Regions from separate parts of the Mus musculus genome. Here region 1 is linked to region 2. The links are chromatin contacts, called in public promoter capture Hi-C maps. All regions are on one chromosome and are shown on one strand. Each heading gives the region's core, a stretch centred on a gene start, on an enhancer-like site or on the middle of the called end of the contact. The rest is flanking DNA. Distances are from core to core; before and after follow the strand shown.

What was found. Promoter capture Hi-C pulls out the DNA fragments that hold promoters and counts their contacts.
Region 1: a contact with region 2 is called in a promoter capture Hi-C map of cranial neural crest. The contact joins the promoter of Clmn here to the enhancer-like site in region 2. A contact is called at or near these places in 13 of 39 promoter capture datasets (the 3T3-L1 cell line, cranial neural crest, embryonic stem cells and 5 more), 4 of 115 datasets of contacts at active chromatin or transcription factors (craniofacial prominence, embryonic limb bud, forebrain and 1 more) and 1 of 9 other capture datasets (embryonic stem cells).

The regions. Positions count from the first base shown.
Region 1 is chr12:104,861,267-104,866,796 of GRCm38.p6, reverse strand. Clmn (calmin) reads left to right here and starts at 1,721. Exons shown (of 14, transcript NM_053155.2): 1 at 1,721-1,927. The coding sequence starts at 1,846.
Region 2 is chr12:104,445,324-104,451,109 of GRCm38.p6, reverse strand. No RefSeq gene overlaps it. Among named protein-coding and RNA genes, the nearest start is that of Gm40562, 14 kb to the right of the region's middle. Within about 2 kb of position 3,974, at least 5 of the 459 cell types and tissues checked have an H3K27ac peak or open chromatin away from gene starts, as enhancers often do.

The DNA.
Region 1 (5,530 bases), core at 472-2,971, 420 kb before region 2:
GGCCATCTCACAATGGAGACAACGAAGCTGACTTTCTTAGCACTTGGCTTTGTGAAGGAAATGATTTTCAACCCACAGCAAAGATAGAAATCGAATTCAAGTGGGATGCCTTGTGGAGGAGAGGTGAGACCATGCATGTTAACTGGACCTGGCTCTATAGCGTAACCTTGAATCCAGGCAGGGACAGAGTGGTCTAGTGAGAGCCTCAGACACCCATGATCTGCACTGAGATCATGATCTACTCTGCTGGGTGGATGCCTGGTCCTGGGGGTTGGATTCTGGGGGGTTGGGGAGGTGGGCCTCTCCCTTCCTTTAGTCTCAGCTTCAGGGTCAGGCTTTATGGGACCCTTGCTGATGTTACCTCCACCCTGGCTCCTTGCCCTCAGCTGACAATGTCCCCCTTTCTGAAGATCACTTTGATCTGGGATTGTCATCTCAGCTGGTTATTGGGTTAAACACAAATGACTTAAGGGTCTTCTCATTGCCCCCCCCCCCCCCAGGGCCCGCTTCTCCCAGGAGACATGTCTGTGGCCTTCATCTTTGCTTGCTCATTGCTGGGCTTTCCACAGACATGGCAATGGTCAGCAGGCCTCGGTGAGTCTCCATACTCAGAGAGCTCTGCGCACTTTCTCCCTCTGGGCATTCATCCTACCAATGGCATACTTGGTTTTCTTGTAGGTAGGATCTGAACAGAGAGCAAGACACTGGGACTTGTGTACCCCTAAGTCATTCCTCACTTTAGACAAACTCCCAGATTTTCTGTTGGCTAACCGATAAAGGAGTTGGCTGCAAGTACACAGGCCCTGTGGAGCCCCAAACAAGATAAGCTCCAGAATTCTCAGGTTAAAAGACACAGGGGCCCAGAGTGGGAACCACAAAGGCCTGTTCTGTCTCAGGTATCCCAGGATGACCTTAAACTCATCCAGGTGGCTGTGAATGACCTTGAACTTCTCCTGCTGTCTCCATCTCCAGAGTGCTAGGACCACAGATTATGCAAAGACCCCGTTTATGTTGCGCATGGGATCAAACCCAAGGCTTCCTGCGTGCGAGGCAAGCAGGGAACCACCTGAGCCATTGCCCAGCCTGTCCTTGGGGTTTCGATAAAGCACCAGATTTCTTGTGGCCAAGACCCCAAAGGAACCCATTTCTGGGAGGAGAGCTGTTTCTCCCAACAGCTGGAGAGAACCGGAAGTGGCCTTTACTCTTAAACCAAGAAAGGATCCCCCCTCCCACTCCCGCTGCCCCCAACTCCTGCTCTATAGGAAACTCCATCTCCACATCACTTAGCCCATCACTCACTTTCCATGGTCCTGGGATCAGAGATGGACAGGGTTTAGCTGCCTTTAGCAGGGAGATGATCCAGGCATAGGAGGAGTTCCTACTGCGACTAGAAGGGACAGGATAGGGAAGGGGCAGACATCCTGGACCAGCGCTAGGGGCACCCTGGCTTGCGTCACCAGGCCCACCCCCTCAAGACATCACAATCTATGGGCTGCGACCCCCCTGTGCCTCATCATTGTGCGTTTGCGACCAAACAATCCAACCAACACCCACCCTGCGGGTGGGGGAGGAAAAAAAAGGAAAAAAAAAAAAAAAGGACTGTCCTGAGGCCGGCTCCTCCCGCCCCGCCCCGCCCTCTTCCCTCCCGCCCGGGGCCCCCGCCCCCGCCGGGCAGTGAGCGCGCGCCGGGCGCCCCGCTCCGCCGCCCGCGCCCGCCCGCCAGCCCGTCCGCCCGCGGCGGGGCCGGCCCTTCGCCCGCCCACCAGCCCCGCGCTAGCCGCCCACCTCTCGCTGCCCGCTGCCCGCCGCCCGCCGCCCGCCGCCCCGGCCCGCCGCGCGCGCTCCATGGCTGCTCAGGAGTGGGACTGGTTCCAGCGCGAGGAGCTCATCGGGCAGATCAGCGACATCCGTGTGCAAAACCTGCAAGGTACCGCGGCCCCGGCCTCCCCGGAGGGCCCGTATCCACCAAGCGTGGGCCCGGCTGGTTCCCCCCGTGCGCCCCGGAGCCGGTGTGGCTGGCCTGCGCCGGGTTTGCAGAGCTCAGGGGGTGGGGCGGTGCGTGGGCGTGTGTGTGCACGCGTGTGCGTGTGGGCACGCGCGTGTGTGCACCCCATTCCCAGCAGGGGACCATCACCCCCCTCCTACCGCCTCCGGTAGTTTAGAGAAGTTTGTACGTGGAGTCTTGGGGGGCGGTGGCCCGGGTCAGGGCCAGGAGAAAGTGCCACTGTGTGCTGTGTGCGCACAAGCCAGACTTAAAGCTCTTCCGAAGTAGCTATGGGGCTGGGGACCTGGAGTGGGGCACAGCGTCAGTCCCGAGAGGCTCTGGATGATGGGGGCACGCTGAGGACTCCAGTGAACTGAGTGAGGTTCAGAAGACCTTCTCTACCCAGCCCCACAGACTAGGGAGGGGCTGGAACTAAACCCCCTTGCCTGAGGCGGTTGACAAGATGAAAGAGAAACTCCTGGTGGCCCGTGTGTCAGACTTGGGCTCTGTGGTTCTGCCACCTATGACTATGAAGTATCTTCCAAAAGAAAGTATTGGGTGTGGAAACTTAGCAAACACACACACACACACACACACACACACACACACACAGAGAGAGAGAGAGAGAGAGAGAGAGAGAGAGAGAGAGAGAGAGAGAGCGCTCTTAAGGAAAAGAGACCCACCCCTCCCACTCGCAAAAGGCATTGCTCTCAAGCCCTGTGGGTGGAGTGTGTTTCGAGCCCCCTCTCTCCTATGGGAGCTTTGCAGAATTGGACATAAATCCACTTCCGGCCTCCTCACCCACCTGGCCCCATGCACAGGTGAGGCTGGGTTAAGCCACTTCCCCTACTGACTCGGGGCTGAAGAAGAGTCCAAGGTTGAATTCGCCAGGATCCAACTGGAAGGTCTGGACAGAGGTGGGGCAGGAGGATTGTGGGTGTCCCTTTTGCCAGCAGGGCAGGGAGCCCCTGCGGGGGGTGGGGGGGAAGAGTCTAGATTAAACATTACACCTGAGAGAATGTTTTCTGGGAGCTCACGTGGCCCTCTCCAACTGAGGTTTGGCAAGGACAGTGCAGGTCTGCAGAGGTGACCTGAAAAGGAGCCAGCGGGCGGCTCAGGGAGTGGGCACTGCACTGGCAGCTCTGGATTCTGCTACTGTACAGCTACTGTGATTTGTGTCAAAGGAGGAGGCTCAGAGCTGCAGTGATGGAGAGAGCTTGGGTTTGGTTTGGGGTGGGCAGCATACCATTGCTGAGATGGTATCTGGTTGGGGCTGTCAGATCTGGTGTGTCTCATGTACCTTAGGCAATCACTAGGCATTTTAATGAGCACATACTATCTGCCACAGACAATTATTCTTGTAGGATCAGGTCCCTTGGTAGAGCTCAATTATTGTAAAGGAACAGGCGGCGAAGTGAGGCAGAGAGATGGGACTACACAGCATGATTTGCGACAGTTCTTGAAGGGCTAGAGGGGTGTCTCAGCTCCTCGCTTTGAGGTGACCACACTTTCAGGCAAAATATCAGTTATAATTTGAACAGCAATGGATTCTGTTAGTAAGAGGCCAACTTCAAATCATGTATCTCAAATGTCATATGTATTACATATGTATTACATGTATGACATAGACTGATTTTAAGCGTAAGCTTAGCATGCTTTTAGTTGTGGGTACACCTCAGGTAATTGCTACCTACATAAAGATTCCCAGATCCCTCACCTTCCTTCCCAGTCAGTAACCTCACCCGCCCATCACCAAGGCAACCTTTATTCTGAGCCTGATCCTTATCCTCATCTTTGTTTTTAGTTCATGTAGGTTCAATTTGTCTCTGGACCCCGTTACAGTTGAATGGTGCAGTTCAACGTGTTCTCTTGATGTGGCCCTTTTTGATCAATTTGATGTTAGATTCATCCACACAGTCTTTACTATAGCTATAGTTCCTTTTAACTGCTGAGTACTATTCCACTGAATGGATATACCACCATTCTATTCTCTATTCATCTGAGGAAGGACCTTTGGGTTGTTCACAGCTTGGGCAAAGTCAGCTGTGTCTTGGGGGGGGGGTGAACATTAGTTCTGTGCAGTTGTTGAGTGGGACTTGTCTGATTTGCCTGGTGTGGCTGAGATAAAGCAAGAATGGAGTTCAGGCCAGGGATCTTGTCTTCTATTTCTCTGTTTCTCTGTCTGGACTAGGAAAAGAGATATTCTCTTTTTTGTTCCTGTGGTATTGAGAAGGTCTCAGCCAAAAGTTCAAGTCCGGAAAGCATTCTACATTATTCTCAGAGCATCTGCTGAGCCAGCTGGTGGATGTCAGAGGCCCAGATATTGTCTGGATGAGCAGTTGGGGGCTATACCGGGGCCCTGGCTTGCCTAAGTTTAGGTGGGCTGTGGGTAGGCGTGGCCAGCAGAGCCTGGCTCAGGGTTTGATTTATAAGCCTGTGACTGCTCCGGGTACAGGTGGCCACAGTGTCTTGGTGATCACACTTGGTGGAGGCAGTGGGACTTCAAGGGTCTGCAATCAGAGGGATGGAGGCTCCTGGTACAATTCGCAGGCAGCTCCTACTGTTGGTCTAACAAGGCTGATTGGAGTCTTCTGTTCCTGGCACGAGGTGGTTCTGGGGTCAGCAGTGAAGGCAGGCTGAGGTTAGGCCCTGCAGGCTGCCTTTCAGAGAGCAGCTTGGAGTTAGCTGGTCCTTCCTCCCCAAGTGTTCAGGTGTTTATTAGGAAGCACGTTGTCTCACAATGTCTGTACATTCCACCTCTGCCTCTGTCCCCCTGTCCTGTAGGGTTCTAGAATTCAGGCTGTGATTGTGATATGGAAAATCTTCCCCAGAGGAACACTGGGGTGGAGGGAGGCCAGATACGCTGCGTGAAAAACCCAGCCTCCCTCCGTGGGGGGGCGGGGGCATTCCTCCATTAACTGCCACACAGCAGATGAGGCTGTCAGACAGGAGCCCACGATGGCCATCGAGCAGTTTGTCACCAAGGTTCTGTGGTGCAGCATAGCATCCCTTGGCACAGACTCCCTGTGAAAACTTACAGGGTCCCTTGCAAGGGAGTGAGGGTGGCTCTGGCTGTTGACCTTTTCACAGAGGAGAAAATGACCCTTGGGAGGAAGTTCCAAGCATAGGCTCACTGACCCAGCGTGTCTGCAGAGCCATGGCAGGTGGTATAGAGGTTAGAGGTGGCCAGGCGCCTCCTCCCAGCTGACTGCTGAGTGTCCCGATGACAGTGTTGCTGGTCTCTCCTCTTTGCTCCAGAGTCCAGATGAGGAGTGACCCACTCTGGACAATGTCTCAGTTGCCAGGGTTTGAGTGGGTTCCTGCTCATTAGGAGCCTGGCAACTCTCTCCCAATCCCCGGGTTTTCTGTTTTGCGTGGTGATGTGGGGCAGGCACATTGAACCTTTTAGAACACCATTTCAGGCACCAGGACAATCAGGACTCAGTTCCCTGCTGCAGCTGTATGGTGGTCATCTCTGTTTTGGGGCTCTGTCCTCTTCTGCTACCTTAAGGACTTGATGTCATTGTTTCTAGCCTGATTTTTCTA
Region 2 (5,786 bases), core at 2,725-5,224:
TCACCTAGAAGCAGCCTTGGCAAGTGACTTGGCAGCTAGGTAGGATTCTCAGAGTGGACACTTATGAGCTGGGTTTTGTAGGTGAGTAGGAGTTCTTTTCAGGTCAACAAGTAGGAGACAGTCCTTGGTCAGCACAGAGATGGATACTGGGTCCCACAGACTCTGCCTTCTCAGTTATTGCAAACTTTTGAGGGAGGGACAGAGGCCTCCTTTGTAATAAGTAAAATAGGTCGGTATTTAGTTGCCGGAATCATGGAAATACTCATTTCTTCTTGAATGTTCCGAAAGATTCATGTCTTCTGTCGGCACCAACAATAACATACGACGTGAAATGCCACCGGCCCTGGCACCTCGTCCAGCCCCGTGACGTCCAATTAGAAATGAGCGTCGATTTCAGATTTATCAGATTCCAGTTTTGACTTTTGTCCAGGAGGGAACAGGGATCCAGTGTTGTTCCAGGCTTATATTTCACCTTCCCGAGGAAGGAAAGGAAAGACACACGTCGTCTTGACAGGATGCAGAGCTGGGCTCCGAGAGAGGCGCCCTATTTCATAACAGGGCTGCTGTCTTGAACAGCCCCACCCTGTGGGTGCTGGTTAGTCTCTGGGCCCCGTCATGCCCGAGATGTGAAATAGAATGCAGTCATGGGCCGCTGGCAAGCCCAAGACTAAGGGCATCTGCCAGCTGCTGGGCTAAGTGGGCTTGGCTCCGGGTGCTTGTCCTTTTAAATGAGAGCGGGGAGCTGGGAGGGGCTGGGGTTAGGAAACCTTAAAATTAGCCACAGTTGCCTTTGCCAGAGAAGAATGGTGGTAGCTCTTCCTGGGAAGTGGGGGCAGTGGACCCACCAGAACTCTTCTCCTTTCTTTGAGCTGTTCTTCTTTCCAGGAGTGGTAGATCTTTTCCTCCCCCAGGAGACAGGGCATGCTGGGATGGAATCCAGGACCTTGGATATTCGAGGCAAGCACTGTACCACTGAGCTAAGTACCCCCAGTCCTTGTTTTATGTTATTTGTCTTTGTTTCTGAGAAAAAGTATGGCTGCTTAACTCAGATTCCCTGAACTCATGTTGTAACCCAGGCTGGTCTTGAACTTATGATCCTGTTGTTTCAGCCTCTGAGTGCTGGGATTACAAGTGTGTACTACCCCACAGGAACAAGTCTCAGGAACTATTATTAACAAAAGTAGTCCCTCAATAGTCACACACACAGATGCATACAGATGCAGACACACACTGACACACACAGACACACACAGACACACAGACACACACACACACACACACAGATACCCATGGACGCATATAGACACAGGCACACAAAGACACAGACACACACACAAACACACTTGAACACATACACACATAGATATAAGACACAGGCACTCAGAGACACACAGAGACATAGACACACAGACACACACAAAGACACACACACACACACACACACACACACACACACACACAGACACACACAGTATCCCTCTAGGACATGGGATGTAGAGGGACATGGATTTGGGATGACTCTATCCCTCACTTTCTGAGGGATCTTGAGACCTTTCTGAATGCTGGGTTCCTCCTTGTTAGCAGATGAACAGATGTGGACACAGGCAGGGTTGTACGTGTTCCAAACCCATTTCTGTGACTCAAGCCCACAGACTTAGGAAGATGGCTAGTCCTGTGGGGCAGGGGTGGGGGGGAGGGTTGGGAGGGGGAGGCTCAGTAGAATCGGGTGGTATTCATGTGTCTTTCCTGTCTTTACCCCCATGGCCAATGCCAACCTTGGGCTTGGTGCAGGCATAGGGCAGGTACTCAGAGCAGCTATTGTCATGCATTATCTCAGTTATGTCTACCTTGCATATCACAGAGCCCATCCCTGAGGAGGGCAGCCCCCAGCTGGTCCTTAGAGGGGTTCCGGAATGAGGAGGCAGTGATCTTGTCTACCCACTTCTTCAAGGTTATAGGATCCTGGTTGGAGGGACCTGGACCTGGGGCAGCATGAACCCAGCCATTTGGCAGTGACAGGAATCCAGCCCTCAGGAGGAGGGTAACCCCAGGGGCTGTGTTTACCTGCCTAAGATCACCCTGATGGTGGCAGGATTGGGAGAACACACAGGGTCACCTGATCCTGCCCCAGACAGATAAACACTGGAGGGGATTTTCCTTTGAATCAAAGAATGAACCCTACTCCTCTTTATTAAGGGGAGTTTGGACACACACCCTTTCTGGTTTTCCTGGGACCGTCATTCAAAAGAGGGACCTGCTCTGGGTGTACCCTCATCAGGAGGCAGCTGTGAGCCCAGCGGTGAGCTCATCTTTTAAAAAGCTTTCGCAAAGGATTTTTCATTATCACCCCAAGCTCCCAAATTTGCCAACACATCTGGGAAGTTCAGGTTAGCGCATCTGCAGGCCTTTTATAAACCCCATCCAAAAATAATGCTGACTTATAATTCGGTAAAAAGGACTTCAGTGAATGAGCATAGCGGGAGGGGAAGGCAAGCCAGGAGAGAAGATTGCTTCTGGAGGGGCTGGGGGTATCTTCCTGGCAGGGCCTGGAACCCGAACATTCACGTTTGGGAAGAAAAGCCTGCTAATCCTTAGTAGAATTTGTCCTCGTGATGGATGGAGGGCTAAAGGGGTCCTCCTTTTTATTTGACAGACGGGGAAACCAAGTCTGGGAGATGGGAAAGGTGAACGAAGATGCTGTGCCCAGTAAACACAAGCCCTTGTTACTTCGGCAGCCTCTGCCAGCAGGGGGCGCTCCTTTCTCTCCTGCGCAGGTGCTGGTGGGCGTGGCTCATACCAATTCTCTTCCTGGAAGAGCGGTTTCCTGCGTAGGTCCTGCAGAGGTTTGTAGTCAAAGAGTAAGAGCTAAGAGTGGGGGCTTCCACAGCTGGTGGCCCCAGTCGATTCCTCTGTATCTGCGTGGTGACGGTGACCAATAAAATCGTTGCTTTGGACCCAGCAATGGCTCTCGGGAGAACAGATCTTGGAGTGTTATTTGAGAAAATCAAAGATGGCTGAAGAAGCCTCAGACTCCCTTGTATAAAGTAGTAAAGAGTGACAAACACCCCCTGCTGATAGCGGGCAAGTTCAACAAAAGCCTCTTCCCACCCCAGGAAAACAGGTCATGTCCACTGCAGAAAACTGGGTAGGCCTATGTCAGGTGTCCCGCATGGTAGTCTGGGCTCATATCTGTATTTATATAAAACTGCAGGCACGTCAAGGGTTGCAGAAGCTTGTGCTCGGTTTTAGGCATTTGTATTATTTCACACACCTGTTTGTGTATCCCTCACATGCCTGGGTAAAGTCTGAGCCTCACATCAAAGAGTTTACAGTGCATATCTGCATGGGATAACCACACGGTCAATATCTTCGGCTGCCCACTTTGCCTTGAAGTATGTGTGTGGGGTGTTGACTGTTCGTTCCGCAGCTGGCACCAACTTTGAAATCAGAGAGAAAGCCATTCTACTTTGGTGGAGAGTGGGCATGGGATCCGGCTCAGTCTGTAAAGTGTGAAGATGATTCCTAGCACTGATGTAAAAGCAGCTCCTGTACCCCCCCCCCCCCCCCCAGCTCTGAAGAGGAAGATGCAGGTGGATCCTGGAGGCTTGCTTAGACAACGGCGAGCTTCCGGTCTAGTGCGCTACTCAAAAGGTAAGGTGGAGAATAACCAAGGAAGATACTCTGTGCTAACCTCTGGCTTGTACCCACACACACTCATCAGCTGTACACACACACACACACACACACACACACACACACACACACACGCGCGCGCGCGCGCGGTGCGGACTGAGCCGGCCGCTGCCAGCCTCTCCCCGAACATTTGTGCCCCTTACTTCAAGGCGAAGATGTTCAAAAGGAGCCTTCCCAGCACCGGCTCCTCCGCAGCCACAAGAGGCAAATGTCAAACAGATGTCCCGGGAGGGTGGAGAAGAGAAATGAGAAGCACATTCTAGAGCCGGCAACCCCAGGCCAGGGGCAAGTACGGACCCCGTGGGCACGCGGCAACCCCAGGCCAGGGGCAAGTACGGACCCCGTGGGCACGCGGCAACCCCAGGCCAGGGGCAAGTACGGACCCCGTGGGCACGCGGCCGTCCATCCATGCGGGTTGCTTCTTTTCACCACACACTTACAAACTGCCTCCCGGGTCTCTGTGCAGTCGAGAAGATGGGGAGAAGGAGGGGCCTTATTTGGATAAAGTGGTGGGTGATAGCTCAGTTACTCATCGCTTCCCAGGGCCTGGAAGCCTCCCATTGTCCAGCCGCCGCTCTCCTGTCTCGCACTGTCATGCCCACTGAACCCCCACTTTCTCCTGACTCTCCAGCACCCCACTCTCCAAGCCCCTTCTAACATTCCCATCCACATCTGCCCAGCATTTAAGGCCAAGCACATCGTCTCCCACCCCTCCCCCCACCCTTCTCCTCTCCAAGCTGGGTTGGTTACACTCTGGCCCATCTTTGCTTTCTTCCTGTCTTTGCAATGGCACACCTTCTCCCTAGAACACTCATCAGCTCCAAAAAATCCCCCACAACCTTCCAAACTTAAGAGGTTGGCCATGGAGCCCCCCCCCCCCCCCATCCAACCAGGCCTGCACAGTGTTCCTTATTGATTTGTCCTGGCTTCTCAGTCCCAAACCCTTTGGAGGCTGTCATCATGCCATCTGTGGTTTGGAGGAGCAGACTCAGTGGTGAAGGTCCCCACGGGGGAAAATTTCACCCCAAGCAATATTGTGGAGGTCTTCCTGGAGGAGGTGACCCACTAGGAGCCGGCTGAGCTCCTAGGAGAGTGGTGGCCTACAGGAGTTCTTGCTGTGTGTCACCCACCCTCACAGAAAACCTTACATACACAAGGCCACCTCATTTCACACGCAGGAATCTGGCACTGTTTCAACCCCACTTACAGAGGATGAATCTGAGGCCCAGAGAGGCTCTAGCTTGTCCTGGGTCCCATCCCAAGTCATGCCTTTAGTTTTAGTGCTTGGGGCTGTGTCACGCTAGGCAAGAGTCCTACCACTGAGCCATGCCCCAGCCCCTCCTGTGGTCACCGATTTCCAGTCCTTACATTGCTTGGTAGTTTTACCGAGCCTGAGGGTAGATTGTCATCCAGGCCCTAGTTTAAGATCAATTTATATGGAAGATGACAGTGCTTGCCCCAGATCCTGCAGCTAAACAGCAGAAAGTCTGGGGCCAGCCTTCAACTGCTCCATGGTGCTGAATTATCCTCACCCATCTATCTACCTGCTCCTGGGAACCCGAGGGCAGCGCCCATCACTGCCCTGACTCCCTGGATTTGGTGCTTCGGTAGGGTGGAGGAGACCCTCCTGTCTCCTTCTCTCTTTTTTCCTGGTTGCTTGCCCATACATTTCTCTGCTGGCAGCTAAGAAGGGGTGGCTGAGTGTCCACAGCCAGCAGAGCAGGTGTTTCTGCACTGCAGCATGCATGCGTGTGCGTGTGCCTGTGCGTGTCCCTGTGTGTGCATGTGTGAGTGCGTGCGTGTACATACTCTCCTGTTGGTGAACACATGAGGAGTGCCCATAGGCAGTGACGTTAAGGACACCCAGATTGTCGTGGATTTAGAGCTGGCAAATGGCTTGGTGCTTGGGTCTAATGCAAGACAGATCACATTCTAGGACAGCAGGTAAGAGAAGCAAGATTTTCCCTGCCTGTCAATGACCTAGCTGAAGCCCCGCCTCTCTCTTGTGATTGGCTATGAGGGTGCAGCTGCAGAAGATTGAAAGACCCTGAACAGGGGCTTCTGGTATCTGTACCAGCCCAGTGACTCCTCGC